2 separate regions of the Triticum aestivum genome follow, and region 2 is linked to region 1. A link is a contact called in public Hi-C data. All regions are on one chromosome and are shown on one strand. The core of a region is the stretch at or near the end of the contact, and the rest is flanking DNA. Distances in the headings are between cores, read along the strand shown. Region 1 holds the start of LOC123120443 (cytochrome b5). Region 2 holds the start of LOC123120446 (scarecrow-like protein 9).

What was found. A called contact is a pair of places that touch in the nucleus more often than the background predicts.
Region 2: a contact with region 1 is called in a Hi-C map of leaf, with 7 times the contacts expected there. The contact joins the promoter of LOC123120446 here to the promoter of LOC123120443 in region 1. A contact is called at or near these places in 2 of 5 Hi-C or Micro-C datasets (both in leaf).

Annotation. Positions count from the first base shown.
Region 1 is chr5D:244,203,502-244,210,531 of IWGSC CS RefSeq v2.1, forward strand. LOC123120443 (cytochrome b5) reads left to right here and starts at 3,393. Exons shown (of 3, transcript XM_044540439.1): 1 at 3,393-3,755; 2 at 5,241-5,307; 3 at 5,398-5,856. The coding sequence starts at 3,675. The coding sequence ends at 5,654.
Region 2 is chr5D:244,508,747-244,515,776 of IWGSC CS RefSeq v2.1, forward strand. LOC123120446 (scarecrow-like protein 9) reads left to right here and starts at 3,197. Exons shown (of 3, transcript XM_044540441.1): 1 at 3,197-3,547; 2 at 3,749-6,009; 3 at 6,187-6,550. The coding sequence starts at 3,415. The coding sequence ends at 5,940.

The DNA.
Region 1 (7,030 bases), core at 2,143-4,642:
AGATCACTGGACAGCGGTCAAAAATTATCCTTAGTGGAATAAGGATATGTTTCTCGATTATGGAAGTGACAAAAGGTTCGTCGTAAAGGGTTACGTCGATGCAAGTTTTGACACTAAATCTAGATGACTCTAAGTCTCGGTCTAGATACATATTGAAAGTGGGAGCAATTAGCTAAAGTAGCTCCGTGCAGAGCATTGTAGACATAGAAATTTGCAAAATACTTACGGATCTGAATGTGACAGACCCGTTGACTAAAATTATCTCACAATCAAAACATGATCACACCTTAGTACTCTTTGGGTGTTAATCACATAGCGATGTGAACTAGATTATTGACTCTAGTAAACCCTTTGAGTGTTGGTCACTTAGAGATGTGAACTATGGGTGTTAATCACATGGTGATGTGAATTATTGATGTTAAATCACATGGCGATGTGAACTAGATTATTGACTCTAGTGCAAGTGGGAGACTGAACGAAATATGCCCTAGAGGCAATAATAAAGTATTATATATTTTCTTATATCATGATAAATGTTTATTATTCATGCTAGAATTGTATTAACCGGAAACATAATACATGTGTGAATACATAGACAAACAGAGTGTCACTAGTATGCCTCTACTTGACTAGCTCGTTAATCAAAGATGGTTATGTTTCCTAGCCATAGACATGAGTTGTCATTTGATTAACGGGATCACCTCATTAGGAGAATGACGTGATTGACTTGACCCATTCCGTTAGCTTAGCACCCGATCGTTTAGTATGTTGCTATTGCTTTCTTCATGACTTATACATGTTCCTATGACTATGAGATTATGCAACTCCCGTTTACCGGAGGAACACTTTGTGTGCTAACAAACGTCACAACGTAAATGGGTGATTATAAAGGTGCTCTACAGGTGTCTCCAAAGGTACTTGTTGGGTTGGCGTATTTCGAGATTAGGATTTGTCACTCCGATTGTCGAAGAGGTATCTCTGGGCCCACTCGGTAATGCACATCACTATAAGCCTTGCAAGCATTGTGACTAATGATTTAGTTGCGGGATGATGTATTACGGAACGAGTAAAGAGACTTGCCGGTAACGAGATTGAACTAGGTATCGAGATACCGACGATCGAATCTCGGGCAAGTAACATACCGATGACAAAGGGAACAACGTATGTTGTTATGCGGTCTGACCGATAAAGATCTTCGTAGAATATGTGGGAGCCAATATGGGCATCCAGGTCCCGCTATTGGTTATTGACCGGAGAGGTGTCTCGGTCATGTCTACATAGTTCTCGAACCCAAAGGGTCCGCACGCTTAAAGTTACGATGACAGTTATATTATGAGTTTATGTGATTTGATGTACCGAAGGTTGTTCGGAGTCCCGGATGTGATCACGGACATGACGAGGAGTCTCGAAATGGTCGAGACGTAAAGATTGATATATTGTACGACTATATTCGGACACCGGAAGTGTTCTGGAGAAGTTTCGGATTAAACCGGAGTGCCGGAGGGTTACCGGAACCCCCGGGGAAGTATTGGGCCTTGGTGGGCCTTGAGGGAGAGAGAGGGCAGCAGCCAGGAGGTGGCGCGCCCCCTCCCAAGGGGAGTCCTAGTTGGACTAGGAGAGGGGGCGCAGCCCCCTTTCCCTCTCCCTCTCCCTCTCTTTTCCTTCCCCCCCTTCTTTCCTAGTAGGACTAGGAAAGGGGAGTCCTACTCCTACTAGGAGGAGGACTCCCCCTCTCTCCTTGGCGCGCCTAGGGCAGCCGGCCTCCCCCTTGCTCCTTTATATACGGGGGCAGGGGAGCACCTAAGAACACACTTTGATATACGATATTTTAGCCGTGTGCGGTGCCCCCCTCCACCAGATTACACCTCGATAATACCGTCGCGGAGCTTAGGCGAAGCCCTGCGTCGGTGGAACATCATCATCGTCACCACGCCGTCGTGTTGACGAAACTCTCCCTCAACACTCGGCTGGATCGGAGTTCGAGGGACGTCATCGAGCTGAACGTGTGTAGAACTTGGAGGTGCCGTACGTTCGGTACTTGATCGGTCGGATCGTGAAGACGTACGACTACATCAACCGCGTTGTGATAACGCTTCCGCTGTCGGTCTACGAGGGTACGTGGACAACACCCTCCCCTCTCGTTGCTATGCATCACCATGAACTTGCGTGTGCGTAGGAATTTTTTTGAAATTACTACGTTCCCCAACAACAAGTAGTCAACGATTGCTTGAAGTAAAAAAATCATGTATATGGCACACCAAAGGTGGCTTCCAATGGCCCAACCTTGGAGGCAAGACGAGGAAAACTTGAAAGAAGAAGTTGAGTTTCGTCCTAAGTCAGAGCCGGAGATGGGGCAAGTAATCTTAGATAGTGCAAATGTGTTGCCACCTATCATCCCAAGGAAGGCAAAAAGGTGGTAATAAGTTGGAGGGCTTGTTGAAAAGGAAACCTATATTCTAGTACTTGCCATAAATATAATGCATGTTGATTTTTTTCCTGTAATAGCATTCTTGATACATTGCTCAACATGCTTTATCTTTTGGGCTATGGTCCTCCTCGAGTTTGTCCATTGGGACAAAGTCGGCGAAGCTCCGACGTAGATTCCTGTCGTCTCTTTGAGACGACGAGGGTGTGAGGCGATTTGGATCGATTCAAGGTTCCATGACGACAAATGCGGATTTGGGGCACTAGCCCTTAGGGGCACGTGCATGGAGACTTCTCGGCTGTTATCGATAAGGTCAAGCTGACTCTAGTAAATAGGCAACAACAACGACAAGTCAGCAGCTCCTTTAGGGTGGTAATGCTCGTTCGATGGCATAAGGTCCTCAATGTAAATTTTATTATGTTTACGGTGCTTTATACTTTTGATAAACCTTTACATATAATATAATAGAACTAGTTTCTTAGTAAAGAAACTACTCCTTCCTCGCTTCAACTAGACAGGCGGGTCCACACAAAAGAATTTGGTTCAGCTGAGTACGTGCAAACCTGGCCAGATGGGCTGACATGATACGCCCGACCTGGGTTACACGGGGCAGGCACGCTAACTACACGAACCGTGCCGGACCGACGTGCTGTGCTCCCTGGCCCAGACACGTCATAGCAAGGAAACGGGCCGGCCCACCGGCGCATTTAGCCCACCAGCCCGTCTGATTTTGGGCTGTTTTGGGCCTATTGTGCTGTTTTTAGGCTAATATACAAAAAAAATCTGTTTTTTTTAAAGTAAACGGGCCGTGCTGTGCGGACACGCATGCCCAGCCTCGCGGCCCAGGCACGGCCCTAGGCGGGCCATGTGCCGATGCAGGCCCACCACGGGCCGGGCACGCAGGCTAACGTGCCGGCCTGCCTGGCCCAGCCCAGATGGCCACTTTGGTAGGTGGAGTCGGAACGGGACGCCAAGAAGAACAACAAGAGGAAGAAACGCAATTCGGGGTGGAGTTGGACTTGTGGTTGTTGCCGAGCGCTCCCTCTCGTCTCCTCGCGATTTTTTATAAAAAGGAGAGAAGCGCAATCGTATCCCCAGCCAGATTCACATCGCATCGCCACCGACCTTTCCCTGCCGGATTCTTCTCAGGTAGCGGCAGCAGCAGCAGCAGCTTGAGTTCTTGCGGATCTGCGGCTGCGAATCCCAGTCTCGTATCAACTCAGCCAGGCAGAGGAGAAGCAGGAGGAAGATGTCCAAGGCGGCGCTGACCCTGGAGGAGGTGTCCAAGCACAACACCAAGGACGACTGCTGGCTCATCATCGCCGGCAAGGTATACGCACGCATCTTCTCCCCGCTGGTCCTCCTGATTGTTTCCTTGCGATTATTGTTACGTCAAGATTCAGTCTTTCTTTCTTTCTCTCGGAGGGTCGCGATACTGGTAGCTTGCAGCACAACATGCCCTAATCGATTTGCCAAAGCATTTGGCTAAGCAATTGATACATGTTACGTGCTGGCCTGGTACGATTAGAGTACATCCGCCTGCAGATCTGCACGGTACCGTCGGACTATTACTTGAGTTATTGGTTATATGTTGAAGAAGAATCAGTTTGGTTTAGTACACGACGAGCGATTCCTGGGGTAAATATCCAGACAAGAGTTGGTAACTCTTTGAATTGTGAATTGGTCTGAGAGATTACACACTGGTTTACTTCCAGAATTTCCACCCGTCGGAACCGATAAATTAGTGAGTACCCCGCTTTATACAAGGTCGGAACACTTTTAGCGAGTTTATATAATTTTCTGATCCTAGTCAAAAGAAACTAGGCTTTCACCCCGCTTTTATATACATAAAAGCCAGAGTACCGATACAACCACAGTCCAGACCAGCACACAAGGTCAGAACCGATAAATTGCGTTTATATAGCCGTGCAACCTTCTTCTAGTTGATCCTGCTCGACCTGGTAGGCAAAAAAGATTTGCCCATTTGGTTGCCGTAGATTCACTAGTTAATTACCTTTTGCTATGTAAAAATAGTTGCATGTTTGGTTCTCGAGTGTTATGTTGCCCTTTCTAGGAAAAAACAAAAGGTTACTTACCGGTGATTAGATGATATTTTTGTCCACAGTTTCAGTCTTTCAGACGAGAACTAAACTCTCAGGTCCCAGACCAATTGAGATTCATTCTCCATTCTCTAGACTATATTTTACCCCCGTAAGAATCGCATTTGTTAACTTTTTCCATTTCTCCATCTGAGTTCTGGACATAACTCTGAATCTTTTGTCATAGTTTTATTTTTCATGTTTTATGCATCCAAAAAATCTGCCTTACAGTAACAATACTTAGGTCTTGGCTTAAGATATCATCTTACAGTGCGCATTTAAATATAAGGATGCAAAATATTTTAAATTATGTTCATCAGTACCCTTTATCCATGTGTACCAATGAAAAGCAAGTCTTTAACATTTATTTTAGCCCAAAAAAACTCATTTTATTTTTGTTTAAGCCTTGCGAACTGGTGTAGTTTAATGTGAATTTTTCATGTTTATCTTTCTTCGGAACCTGGAAGTTCTCTATAAGCAGGCTTATATTTCATAAAGACAGATTTAAAGGCTTTATTCACGTTGAAAGGGCTGCTTTCTTCTTGTACTTGTTATACATGGCAGGAGCAATGTGGCAATGCTCTTTAATTAACGCCGTTACTTTTATGTCAGTAGTGAGGCTTACAATGGTTATAAATTTTGTTTAGAGGAGAATGGTTATAAATTTTGTTCCTCCTTGAGAAAAACAATCATTGACACTGTGTTCTAATGTTCAGGTATACAATGTGACCAAGTTTTTGGAGGATCACCCTGGAGGTGATGATGTACTGTTGTCCTCGACTGGTAACACCTTCTTGCCATGCCATGCTTGCAGAGGTTGTGAACTTGTGATTTAGCCTAATAATTTGCATTAACACGTTGGCCCTTTTACAGCCAAGGACGCAACCGATGACTTTGAGGATGTCGGGCACAGCAGCACCGCCCGTGCGATGCTGGACGAGTACTATGTCGGTGACATAGACACGGCCACGATACCTGCCCGGACGAAGTACGCTCCGCCGAAGCAACCACACTACAACCAAGACAAGACCCCCGAGTTCATCATCAAGATCCTCCAGTTCCTGGTCCCCCTGGCCATACTTGGTCTGGCTGTCGCCATTAGGATGTACACCAAGTCGGAATCGGCTTAACCGGCGGCGGCACTGTTCTCTGAGTTATGGGGGGAAAATAGCTTTAAGGTGTTGAATAAGTTAGTAGTTTGTCGTGTGATGTATCCATTCCAATGTACCGTGTGGTGAGTTTGAATGTTGCAACGGTTTTGTCGTGAAACTGAAAATGATGGGACCAAGTTTTGTTGTGAAACTTAAATTGATGGGACTGAAATTGCTCTTTGGTGTTGGTGCATTGGTATGCATTCTCCTCGATGCCTTGGAAAATTAAGCACCGAAGTTGAAAATAGTCACGATGTTTTGGAAGAAAACATGTCTGGCGCTACAAGGCGAGGCAAACACAGCCTGGCGCGCTGCCGCCCTCAGCCTCCGCGACCTAGACAAATTTTTTGGTGGGGATATTGTAAATATTTGATATCTTCAGTTGTAAATATCAGTGTTTTGGAGATCACAGCTTGCTCGCAAGTATTTCTGGCAATCACCCAAAGTTGCTTAGATAAGCATCCTACACGACAACACCATTATTGCTGACACTGAAACGTCTAAGTACTGAAATTACATCATTTTGGAGCAGACATGATTAAAGTGTACTCAAGGTGTGACCATCACCCAAAGTTGTGCATTATACGAAGTCATACACATAATTGATGAAAATTCACAAGTTTAGACCAAGGTTTATTAACTAAATATAAAATGGATAAATTGTTGTGATTTCAAATGCTGTGATAGTGATTTTAAAATTGTTTGCCCCCTCTAGATGTTTTACTCCTTGCTGCACAGGATGTTTAACTCCTTCTCATAGACCAATTTGTCATCTTGTATGGTGCAAAAAGATCTATCTGGTGTTCGCCTAGACCACCAGCTCCTTCTCGTAAACTAATTAGTTTCCACACAGCACCAGCATATTGTTTGCCCTCTTACGAGAAAATGAGTCATACTACTCACTATCTGATTCTAGCTGTTCTGGAAACTTTGCTCAGGAAACCAATCCTTTTGTTTCAATGAACTTTATTGTCGTCCCCTGTCATCTTTAGTTCTTTTCACATGCACTGTATTGGAACAAATCCTTGCTCCTTGAATATATGTGGAGTTTGGATAGTGCACTCAATATTCAGGTTGTTCAGTGAGTGTCCAGCCGAGTGTGGCCGAGTATCTTGCTTTTGTATCCAGCTTGTATCAAGTTCTTGCACTGCATCAACCATTATGTGCTTAGCCATGTAGATTAATTTTGTGGAGATGTTTCATGTCTTTGTAGAAAAAATGTGAGGTGTAGATATCCACGGTTGCTTGCATATTTGCTCCTTTTTTTAGCTGTTGTTTTCTATCTAGCCCATACGGTACCTGAATGCCAGTAGTGGTAGTGATATTGGCTTCTGTTGTTCTGATTTTTTGGTTCC
Region 2 (7,030 bases), core at 1,947-4,446, 310 kb after region 1:
TTGGTAAGGTATGGGTTGAGGCGTGAGCCTTGCAACCCTCTGTATTTGTTGTGGGGATCACTAGAAGGGCTTTGAATTAACATCTCGTATTTGTGAAATAAAATTATTCCATAGATGTCTCTTGTTTTGTCCACGATCTTCATCCCTGCAAGTACCCAGGATCATGGAGACCGAGCACCGATGAGGCTAGGAGCAAGGATACCGTGAAGTGTTATACCGAACAGCGGTGACAGTAAGGTTTAGTAGGGTAACATGGGTCATATCCTTGGGGATACATGAGGTGCAGTCATTGAACGCCCAAGGCTCCTGTCTAATTTCATTATCGAGGCAACCCCACGCGACGGATAGGGCTTGCTGTAGGACAACTGTTATTGATGTAGGACTCGTGCCAGTCAAGATGTTGTTTGGACACATCCCCCACTTCGATTCGTAACAAGCACGTCTCGATGGGTGACTTCCAGCGCACAAATTAAGATCATATCTGGTCCCAACACAAATACATGGTTGTAAGCATTAATACCTCATACCCGTACATCTTTTTAATATAAGTGCTTGAATCACTATTTGCTTGCTTGATCCGGTCAAAAGCTGGATTTGACATTTTAACATAAGCTTACTAGAGACCATTGCTCCAAGGGCATCTTCCTCTCGTGGGTTCGATAACCCAGGGTCACCTTTGCGAAATAGGTGTGGGTTGCACTTTTCTGTTCCATTACCAGATCAATAAAAGGACGTATTAAGCACTTTTTCTGGTGTCGTTGCCGGGGAGGAGTTTTGTATTCCTAGTATTTGTGTTTAGAGTTTTTGTTAAAGTTAATTTTCAGTTTTTGTTTTTACTTTTTCTTAGTTTTAGTTTTTATTTTGTTGCAAGTTTTGTCAATTGAGAAAAACCGAAAAGATTACTATGGCTCATAATCTTGGGAGTTTTGCAATTCACAGCAACAACTTCATGCATCTACCTATAACACAACATGATGTTGCAGCCGCTGAGTATATGAGATCAAACCGAACCTAGTTTCCATGGTTCAACAGATTCAATTTGGTGGCTCTGCTTCTGAGGATGCCGGTATGCACTTGCATAATTTTAGTGAATTGTGCAACATGACACGCATTAAAGATTGCGACCCTGTCGCTCTGAAGTTGCGTCTATTTCCTTTCTCTTTGAGAGGAAAAGCTAAGGAATGGCTTCTAGATCTACCTAGAGGCAGTATTACTTCTTGGGATGATTGTTGCAGTAAATTATTATCTAAGTTTTGTCCACCTGCAAAGATTATGCAATTACGTTATCAGATTACAGGTTACAAGCAGGAAGAACGTGAGACACTATTACTTGCGTGGGATAGAATGAAAGAAGCTATAAGGAATCCGAGGGCCGACGTGAAGGATCGAACTCGCCTAGAAAGCCGAAGACCAAGATAATGAAGCTACCCAGAGGAAGGAGCTCCTATCCTTGGTTTGCAGACAAGTTCAGGGGCTACTGACGATGTCCTGAAATAGGGGGTGCACACCACGTCGGCCTACTGTTCATGGGCCAGGCCAACGAGCCACAAACAATTGAAGAATGGGATCCATGTGCCATGCCCCTGGCATAACCAAGATGGAGACCTCCGAAGACTTGGCGTATACTCCAAGGCGTGTTTGAATAATCAACATGTTTATCCCCATGTCGTAACCGACCATATGTAAACCCTAGATGCCATTGGTGCCTATATAAGCCGTGGGGTTTAGTCCATAGAGGCAAGCTTTTCAAGGTTTAGAGGTTAGAACCCCTTCATACGATCTCGAGGTAGATCATACTGTACTTTATACCCCATCCACAATTAATATAACATGAGCAGGACGTAGGGTTTTACCTCTTCGAGAGGGCCCGAACCTGGATAAATATCGTGTCCCTATTCTTCCTATTACCATCATTCCCATATCACCGGCTCGGGATCCCCTACTCGAGATCCGACGGTTTTAGCACCTACATGCACTAGGACAAGAGCATCATGTATATTGTCTCGTATTAATAGACTTCCTAGTTTTATCTATATTTCAAGCAATTTACCGTCGAAGGAGTTTTTTGATAAAGACAAGACAACAAGGGGACTTCCTCTCATTTCCCCACCTAACCCTAAGCGGCTAGGGAAAACTTTCCCATCCAGACTTCATCGAAGAGCCCGTGGATTCGCCTCCCCTCTGTGTGCCGCTCGGACAGCAGATGGCGGTGAGGAGAACCTCGGTGCCTCCGCTCCTGTTAGTAGTTTAAGTTAGATTTTTTAGTCCTCACAGGTGCGACGCTCGGACGGATGGCGACACCTTTTCTTCGAGTTTGTCTTTTGTGCTTCGATTCTTCTTGAGTTCGTCCGTTTAGACGTAGTCGACAGAGCTCTGGCGTAGATTCATGACATCTCCTTGGGGTGATGAGGTTAGGGTTTCTCGTAATGTGGCGAGATTTGGTGTTAGGTGCTTTAGATCTATATACAAGGGTTCAACAATGACGACTGCGACTCCAGTGCGTTGGTCCTTAGGGGCACGCACAGAAAGATTTTTCAGCTGTCATCAACCAGGTCAAGCTGGCTATGGTAGGACATCGCGTTGATGACTCTTTCTAACGGCAGTAGTGGTCGTTCGGTGGTCTTAAAATCTCGATGTAATTTCTATTATGTCTCAGATTGTCTGTATTTCGATAAACTTTTATAATAGATCTAAAATCATTTAAAAAAATTCAGATCACAGTGCAGATGAACGACGGTGTAGGCCGTGCCCCATCAGCACACGTGCCAAAAATGTATTCGGTTTGGCTAGTTCACATCTAGATATTTTTTAAGGATGTCACATCTAAACTCCCAAAATATATAATGCAGTAACAAAAAACAAAAAAACTAGGACAAAAAAAAATAGACCTCAAACAAAGTGAACATTAGCTTAAATGTGACGTAACTATGTCACATCTAGATGTGTCCTAAACAGACCCAAATGTATTTTCCTCACAAGGCAGAGGGTGTTTCTCCAACTCTTGCTTGGCGGGTGTAATCAAGCGTAATCCTGCGGAGGGGGGGTCGCATTCGCGGTGCTGAAAAGAGGAAAACCCTCACATGCAGGAGCCACCATCATCGAGGTTCTGGAAATCTCTGAGACCTCGATTATCTTTTACTCTACTTACTTATTAGCCAGCCACCATCACGGGACGAGATTTCTTTTCCTTTTACTAGCTCCGGGTCCAACTGCCAAGAGACCTCGCCGCTGGGGAACTGAGCAAAAGGAGGAATACCTCTGCTCAGCCGCGCACACTTGATCCCCCTCCCAATCAAATCACCTCTCTCCCCCCTCTCTCTCTCTGTCTGCCCCTCGCCGCGCCCCTCTCTCCTCCCCCGCCGATCCCGCGCGGCTACCGGAGGCCCGGCTGCGGCGGCGACGAGGCGGCAGGCGATGACATCGACCCCGCAGCCTCCCCGCGATCGCGCGCACGCCGCCCCGCCCGCGCAGGACCTCACCGGCCTCGGCCTCGCGGCCGCGAGGTCCCTCCGCCACCGCCCACCTCGCCAAGGGTCGATGCCTTCAGGTGAGCATGGCGCCAGCGTCAGTCCGTGATCTCCCTGTCATCGCCACCAGCCTGCGAAGTCCGTGAACTGCAGCGCTCTAGTGTTTTCCTTCCTGTTATTTTCTGCTCAGAGGTCAAATAGATAGTTCACTCACACAAGTCCCCAAAACTCGATCACTTGACATCTTCTCACTGACTGAAGAATTTCATGGTGTTTGGCAGGTTCTGTGGAGCACCAGACCATTTCAGGCTCACTGATCCACTCAATGATTCAGTTCTGCGGAGCACCAGAGTACTTCATGTTCAATGATCCGCAGCCGGTGATCCCACACCATGTGGCCGCGGAACCCAGTCACAATGCTCCCGTGGCCACCCTCTCCAGGGCCACCAACACAGAGACTGACAACCCCGAAGACTGGGAGTTCATCTCGGATGAGTCGCTCAACTACATCAGCCGGATGCTCATGGAGGAGGACATTGATGAGAAGGTCAGCGTGTACCAGGAGGAGTCAGCCACTCTCCGTGCTACCGCAAAGCCCTTCTATGACATCCTTGGGCACAAGTTCCCGCCGTCCCCTGACCGCACGCTCACGACTTGGTCCCTGGACAGCCCCAGTGAGAGCAGCAGCAGCGGTCATGCCCAGTCCTTGTCCAGTGTGGGTACTAGCGGCAGCATCGGTGGTGCGGTTCATAGCAACCAGTGCCATAATGTTGGACACTCTGAGCAGCTGGAAGCTTATCGCGGCTTGTGTGGCCGATCTTCTCAGCCACTGGTTGCCCCACCAAGTGGTGTTTCTGATGCAGCAGAGTCACTAGAAGATCCTTTGATCACCAACGGCAGGATCCCCGAGTATTTGTTCGAGAGCCTTCCAACTTGGGATTTCAGGAGAGGTGTCGAGGAAGCACAGAAGTTTCTCCCTGGTGGTGATAAGCTAGTGATTGATTTAGAAGCTGCTGGTGTCTCAAAGCCTCAAGAAGCAGTGAAAGACATTCCTTTCAATGTGAGCAGGACAGAGGTCTTGAAGGCCAAGAAAAACAGACAGAGCGAAGATCTTGACTTGATAGAAGGACGGAACATTAAACAATCTGCATTCTGTTCCGATGAGCCTGATGATTGGGTTGAGATGTTTGATGATTTGTTTCGTCAAACTGAAAAAAAGGCTACAGTTCTGCGAGAAAAGATGCGCAGCGAAGCTTCCAAGAATTCTCAGGTCATTCAAACGAAAGGAACAACTGGGGTGAAGACACGGGGCAGGAAGCCGACTAAAAATGATGTGGTGGACCTTAGGACCATCCTCATCCACTGTGCACAGGCAGTGGCAGCTGATGACCGCCGAACTGCTAATGAGTTGCTAAAGCAAATAAAACAGCATTCCAAGGTAAATGGGGATGGCAGCCAGAGGCTGGCGTTTTGCTTTGCACAGGGTCTCGAGGCTCGCTTGGCTGGCACAGGGAGCCAGCAGTACCATAGGCTTGTAGCAAAGCGGACAACCGCGTCCGACATGCTTAAGGCGTACCATCTTTACTTTGCAGCATGCCCATTCAAGAGGCTCTCACATTTCCTCTCCAATCAAACAATCTTGAGCATGACAAAAAATGCAAAGAAGGTGCACATAATTGACTTCGGCATTTATTTTGGCCTCCAATGGCCATGCCTCATCAGGCGTCTCTCCAAGAGGGAAGGTGGTCCACCAATTCTTCGCATCACGGGAATTGATGTACCCGAGCCCGGTTTCCGCCCTACCGAGCGCATCGAAGAGACGGGACAGAGGCTTGCAGAGTATGCCAAGAAGTTTGAGGTGCCTTTTGAGTACCATGGCATAGCATCAAAGTGGGAAACCATCCGTGCTGAGGATCTCAAGGTTGGCAAAGACGAAGTGGTGATTGTTAATTGCCTGTACCGTTTCAGAAATCTTATTGACGAAACAGTGGCTGTAGACAGCCCTAGGAATAGGGTGCTCAACACTATAAGGCAAGTGAATCCAGCAATTTTCATCCATGGGATTGTGAATGGGTCATACAGTGTTCCTTTCTTCATCACACGTTTCCGTGAGGCATTGTTCCATTTCTCTGCATTGTTTGACATGCTTGAGGCAACTGTGCCGCGGGATGATGACCAGCGTAGGCTCATAGAGAGGGATCTCTTTGGCCGAGAGGCACTCAATGTGATTGCATGTGAGGGCTCAGACAGAGTCGAGAGGCCAGAGACATATAAACAGTGGCAAGTCAGGAACCTGAGGGCTGGATTTGTTCAGTCTCCGCTAAACCAGGACATTGTGATAAAAGCCAAAGACAAAGTGAAAGATATATATCACAAAGATTTTGTCATAGACGAAGACAGTGGATGGCTCCTCCAAGGGTGGAAAGGAAGGATAATTTATGCTATAACTACATGGAAGCATAATAACAGTTAGGTTCTTCGTCTGCATGTCTCTTACACCATTGTTGAAGGCAGAGCTTGGCCAAGTCACCAGTATTCCAAGGTATGCACTGGGCTTTTCTTAAGTGCAATAGTATTAGTAAGTGGTTGTTTAGGTGCAACAATATTTGTAATAATTGATGGTGTAACTCTATGTATCTTTGGCACTGTGGTTTTCAAGAACGTGCAATAGATTCTTGGAGCAGAAATTTGACAATGTCGTAAAATATTTTTTCTCCAGGAATTGGCTTGAAGAATGACAGGACTCTTGTCACACTGCACTGGATTAATGTGGGTGCTTGTATACGAATTCAGTGTAGTTGCATCTATGACTATGTAGCCACTAGCCAGTACTAAGATAACCTAGAGGAAAGGAGCAGTGGTTGAGCTCTCCCTTGGCCATGGTACTGTTACTTTATTTAATTCCTACTTTTCTTCATTCTAGTTACTTCTACGACCATCCTAATTAGCAGTAACCAAATCACAGCTTCTATATTAGTTAATAAGTTAATCAAGTGCCCAGTATCATAAGGTTTTTACTTTTGACTTCCTTGAGTGTATGATATCTATGCTAATAAGAATGAGTTTGGGTTCGGCATCATCAATTCAATGGGGATATATGTTTTTTGTAGCAGTCATTTTATCATCATCAGCCTAACAAAGGTCAGAGCCATGTCTGGTTCTTGTTGTTTGATGCTCATTATTGTAATCTGATCAGACAACTAACTGAAGCACCCAATTGCATTGTTGTATGAAATAATTAAGCAAGACATGAGGTTACTTGTGAGTTTTCATGACTAATAGTTAAGTAGGTAAGTTAATAAAGCTCATGAGCTTGTCAACTAAATTGGCACGATCCCGTTTCACACACTTTGGGATTCACAGTTTCATGCCGCTAATTTGTTTAAGATTATGTGTTGTCACAACTCAAGGGCTTTGATACCTGTACTTAATTTCTCTCTACGGTTCTATTAATTTATCCAGTCAGAAACTTTCGAAACTCACGTTATCGTGTGTCTAGAAAGCTAAAAAAATAAGGGTGTTGACATCCATATATGCTATGTAGAGCGTGTTCCATGGTTATC